Linked DNA regions of Mus musculus: region 1 is linked to region 2. A link is a contact called in public Hi-C data. All regions are on one chromosome and are shown on one strand. The core of a region is the stretch at or near the end of the contact, and the rest is flanking DNA. Distances in the headings are between cores, read along the strand shown. Region 1 has its middle 31 kb from the start of Gm34822. Region 2 overlaps Xylt1 (xylosyltransferase 1).

Region 1 (2,700 bases), core at 119-2,618, 330 kb after region 2:
ACGTCTTCCCTCCGTGAAGTTACTTCTTCCAGGCACTTTGCTAACAGCACAGCAAAAGTAGCAAATGCAGAATCGAGCCCTCACCTTGATAACAGGTTCTTCAAAGTGACATTGCAATAGCCAAGTTAGTGGGAAAGGAAAAAAACAAATCAGAGCCATGTTGCCAACAATGTACTACTTCAACTTAATAACATGGTTTAACTAAATAACTCAGAGTGTCAGTTATTGTGCCCACTGCCTGATGCCCCATCGAGGAACAATGCCACCAGTATCACCAGTAAACGGTCCATGACAACCAAAAGCGTCTTCCTACATTGCCGCATGCCCCCCTGGGGAACAATCTGTTCCTCAGTAGCCAAGAACAGCTGTGGACCCAGGTTTCCATGGTCTCCTCTAACCATCACACCAGATTGAGAAGATACTCAGCTGACTGCAAGGTGTGGGCTGGGACAATCTTCACTGTTGCTTGGAGGTGACAAATCAGTCCCCTTTTCTCTCCTCTCCATCTCCACTTGCTCTCTCCTGTTTCTTCAGGGATCCGCCCCTTCAGACAGGACCCCACCAAGCCTCTCTCCCTCACTGTCCTCTCTGCTCAATCTCCAGTCTGAACAGGCTCTTGGGATCAGGAAACATTCACCCTACAAGACATCCCTGGGCCCACTGTCAATCTCGCTTGGCGCTTACAGGGGTTTCTCCCATTTGCCAGCCTGCTCTGGATGCATGCAATCACATTGGATGTTTCCTTCGCTGGATATTTTTCATCCTGTGTCAATTAGCACAATGAAGGGACTCTAATAATGATGCATGGGCTGGATGGGTACAGCCTGCAATAGCCCTGGCAGGCAAGCAGGTGGCTCGGTAAGAGGCCCAGACTATATCCTGCTCAGAGCGTGCTGGACTCATGATCTCCAAGGCCTCTACAGTGTGCATCAGAACTCATTGCTAGGCACGGTTTGACCATACAGCTGGTCCCCTCCACACACCCAAGGAAACGAAAACAGGAAATAATCTTGCATGCCAACTAGCCAGAAGCTGACTCCCAATACATAGGTCAGTGAATCCCAGAGGGGTCAGCCAGCTAAGACAAAGTCGGTCAGCAATTACTGAAGCTAAAGTTAAATTTTGCATTTCTTCCATCTTATCTCTCTTAAAACATACATTTTTCCCCTCCTAATTTTCTCTCAAAGTACATTATTCTTCACTGAGATGTACCAGGTATTCTGTGTCTTATATGCACACAACTTTAGGTTGGGGGACTCTCTCCCCTTCTGCAAAGATCTCCACATCTAGCTCTAGGGTAGGGATATGGGGAGCAACCAGTCAGACCCCTCCTGACTCTCTAAGAGCAGAGGCAGTCTTCCACAATAGAAAACAGGCATGATTCTGTCGCCTTCCGAGGTTATAATTAAAGACAAAGCCAATCCACCTTCAGCCCTAGACAAGAGGAACGGGAGAGGCCCAGGTCCTGAACTGGGGATAGGGCGGGGATTGCAGTTCGGACCCCTTTATTTCTTCAGGGAAGCACCAAGAACAGGAAGTTGATAAATTCAGAAACAGCACCACCTGGTGGTCACACAACCGAACCAGCGCGCATCCACGCATCTGCTTTCTCCGTGCTTCTGTGGAGGGACTGATTGGGTGTATAAACCCGGTTACTTAAAGCTAAAATGCAAGACACAGCTTCAGGGAGATTCATGATGGAATACCCTAAGAAATGCTCTCCAAAACGCTGAAAGTGGTATTCCGTGTGGTTTACTTCACCTGACAGACATTCTGAGTTTTGTACTTTTCTCATTTGATTTAAAAAAAAAAAGAACATAGAAAAAAATCAGTAGGCTACTCCTTTGTGTTAACTTTTTAATGAGAGTAGAAGCAGGTCAAAATAGAACTTCATAGCAGCAGGGGGGTGGGGGAAGAAGGAAGAAGTGTTATCTGAGGGCAAGAGCAACAGCCAGACCATTAAGAATTAAACACTGCATGCTTATGCAGCTCCAACTTACAGACCCCTGTAATGTCTACTCACTCGAGAGAGTTCTTCCCCTGGTATGAAATGAAGCCACAAAGCTATGCTATTGTCCTGTTTGATCCCTGTCCAAGATATGTTATAAGTTATCTACTGCAATATAATTAAAATAACAATTGATTGACTATTGTTATGGTGTGGTGTACTGTGCCAAGAAGTCTGGGTGTGTTACCCATTTCATCTTCACAATGACCCCGTGGGGTATCCATTGCTATGATCCAAATTAAACTGACACCATGCCTGTTCTCTCATAAGACTGTGACAAAAAAAAAAAATCCACTATTGTATTCGGCTTTGTATCACCACAGTACTTATGTGGTAATGGCTGGGTAAGTAAGAGGACAGAGAAGTGGATGACATGTTAGGACACACACAAAACCACTAAAGTCAATAGAAGTAAAACATGGCCCATGCAGAGGAACTTTTGTCCATCAGCTAGAGCATCTTAGAAAGGTGGCGACTGGTGGATGCTGAGGGCAAAAATCTGTTCTGCAGCCCCTTCTTCCTGCCCCTTCCTCCCACCCTGCCCTGCTCCTTAGTGACTTTTCTTTCTGGGATTTAGTTTCCCTGTGGTCAGTTTTGTTTTGAACATTTTAAGTGGAAATTTCTAAAACAACAACGTTTTAAGCTGTAAAACATTCTCATGGTAAAATCTCAAACTGCCAAGCTCCATCTCT
Region 2 (2,700 bases), core at 102-2,601:
GTTCTAGGAGAAGCCGGCTATTGTCAAATACATAGAACCAGACTCTGATAACCAGGAAAACAGGCCTGCACCTGCAGGCCCAATAAGGATCAATTCCTTGATTGGTGGTTGCTGGGTTTTGGAAGCTTTCAGGAAGGGCTGGCAGATCTGGGTCTGCAGCAGAACCTTTGGGAAAGCCTTAGCTTTGCTTAGGATGGCAATTCAAATAAGACAGTCTAGGGGGCTGAGGAGTAGCTCAAAGGGTACGATACTTTACCTAGCATGCCCTAGCACTGAATAGACTAGGTAAGGTGGAGCAGGCCTATAATTCCAGCACTCCAGAAGTGGAGGTACGAAGACAGAAGTTCATGGCCATCCTTGGATACATGGTGAGTTTGAAACAAGTCTGAGCAACATAAATTCTTGTCCTTAAACAAATAGATAGACGTAAATTGAGCAGACCGAATCCAAAAATTCAAAATCTGAAATGTTCCAAGATACAACATTTGTTTTTTGGTTTTTTTGGTTTTTTGGTTTTTTGGTTTTTTGGTTTTTTGGTTTTTGTTTTTTGTTTTTGTTTTTGTTTTTTTTTAGACAAGGTATTACTTTGTAGCCCTGGCTGGCCTGAAGCCCTGTGATTCTTCTGTTTCGGTTTCCTAAGTGCTGAGCTTGCAGTGTGAGCCATGGTGCTCAGGTCTGCCTAATTCTGAGCATAACCAACCCCACTTCCCAAGAGGAACGTGCCAAATTTGACCCATTGTGAGACAGCATTCAAAAACAGGTACTCTCAAAATAGCATATAAAATTACCTTCACGCATATGTGTAAATTATACATACAGTGTAAATAATTATGCATAAATTTCATGTTTAGACTTGAATCCCATCTACAAACTGTCTCATTATGTTTAGGAAAAAAAATTCAAATATAAAAACCCCTGAAATCTGAGCCTTTCTGGTCACAAACTTCATGCACAAGGGGTCCAGAACCCTGTGATCACACTTAGCAGTGCTCCAGGGATGGCTGATTGCCAGGAATGATACTTAGCAAGTGAGTTATGTTAACCCAGTGGCTCCTCCTGCCAACTCTGTTATCCAGGAAATTAGGGCACATGGAGAGAGACAACTGGCCACAGTCACACAGTTAGCAAGTGGCAGAGTCAGGATTCAGTGGCGAGGGGTTCTATGGCCAGAGGCTTAGTCATGTGCTCTGCTACCTACAAAAGCCGGAAGCTTGTGCAGTGTTCTGCCTGTGGTGCCTTCCAGCTGCTGCAAGAGGCTCACCCCATCAGGCCATTCACTTGCTGATGGCCAGGGTGGGGGTGGGGGTGGGGGGCGATCCCACCGGAGACCCCCTGACTGGTCTTCAAAGTTAGCCGGTCGCTTTAGATAAGGAACAGACTTATGGCTGCCCCATTTCTCTGTCACTTTCTGGTCGCTCAGCGTATTTGCATTTGTGTGACATGACAAAGCAATAATTTTTCATTGTATCCTTCAGTCACCCATGAGAGATTGGATTTAGGTCACAATTTATTACCCTGTGGAATTTAATCCAATTTTTAACACCATGTCAGCCACTCCAGTATTAGAGCTTTTTTAATGGCTGTGAAATTTATACAATGATAAAGTAATTTAAAACATATGTAGGAAGAGCATTGGGACAAATTGATGTGTATAGAACCCTACAGTAAAGATTGAATAGGAGATAAACATGGAAAATGGTGATTGATTACAGGACGGTGGGAACTGTGTCCCACTGATCAGCTCTTAATGGCAAAATTAGTAAACTAATTTGTTCTTCACAATTTTGAGGAGAGTTTCCGTTGCCCTAAATCAAGATTGAGGCTGAGTCACAAAGCACAAATTAATAGCTCACCTCTGAGTGCTATGTACCTCAACTTAGAAACAGGCCTGAGTGACTGGAAGGTTGCCAACCGCCTGTCTCGGGGGACCTTTCCCGCCACCAAAGTCGGAAGACAACGGGCAGGATGGCAGAGTCTCCCTTTGTTTATTTAGTGTATGGGCATTTGTGTATGCACGTGAGTGGGCTGTGTAGGTGTGAGCGCACAGGTGTATCTGAGTGTGTGCATGTGAACAAGTCTGAGTGTGTGTGTGTGTTATGTGTGTGCCTGTTGGGGGACACCGGATGCCCTGCTTTCTCTGCCTTATGCCTTATTTTACAGAGTCTTTCACTGAGCCTGGGCTTAGACGGCCAAGCGATCTTTCTCTCTCTGCCCAACCCTCCACCCTGGGGTTGTACACAACGGTGCTTGGCTTTTTACGGGAGTTCTGGAGATCTGAAATCAGACCTTCATGCTCGCTGCCCTTTTCCACTGAGCCAATTCCCTACCTCGTACTCGGTTTTAGAAAGTTGCCTGCTTTCTCCTGTCTCCCGAAGATAAACACAATTAGTGCCATTCTGAAGGCACAAAGGCAACACCTCTTTGCTGCCTACCATGGGTGGCTCAGGCACAGGTCTCAGTCCCCAAGGGTGCTATGTTAGTTACTTTTGTGTTGATGTGACAAGAGCCTGAAAACAACAACTGAAAGATTTATTCTGGCTCCTGTCCTCAGGGGACACAGGAAGCACAACACACGCTCTGCCCGGGAGGAGGAGTGTTGTTTGCTTGTTGTTGTTTGCTGCTTCGGGTTTTGTTTGTTTCCCCTCAATGGGTATGGATTTCAGGTTTGCTAGATGGGTAGTTTTAGGAATTGATGGTACA

Evidence for each region. A called contact is a pair of places that touch in the nucleus more often than the background predicts.
Region 1: a Hi-C map of the N1E-115 cell line shows a contact between it and region 2, with 6 times the contacts expected there. The contact joins two enhancer-like sites. A contact is called at or near these places in 13 of 484 Hi-C or Micro-C datasets (B cells, CD8 T cells, the HPC-7 cell line and 9 more) and 1 of 115 datasets of contacts at active chromatin or transcription factors (astrocytes).

Annotation. Positions count from the first base shown.
Region 1 is chr7:117,881,448-117,884,147 of GRCm38.p6, forward strand. No RefSeq gene overlaps it. Among named protein-coding and RNA genes, the nearest start is that of Gm34822, 31 kb to the left of the region's middle. Within about 2 kb of position 1,369, at least 4 of the 459 cell types and tissues checked have an H3K27ac peak or open chromatin away from gene starts, as enhancers often do. A contact at or near this core is called in the N1E-115 cell line, where this site is marked.
Region 2 is chr7:117,554,825-117,557,524 of GRCm38.p6, forward strand. All of the region lies in intron 3 of Xylt1 (xylosyltransferase 1), which reads left to right. Among named protein-coding and RNA genes, the nearest start is that of Xylt1, 180 kb to the left of the region's middle. Within about 2 kb of position 1,352, at least 10 of the 459 cell types and tissues checked have an H3K27ac peak or open chromatin away from gene starts, as enhancers often do. A contact at or near this core is called in the N1E-115 cell line, where this site is marked.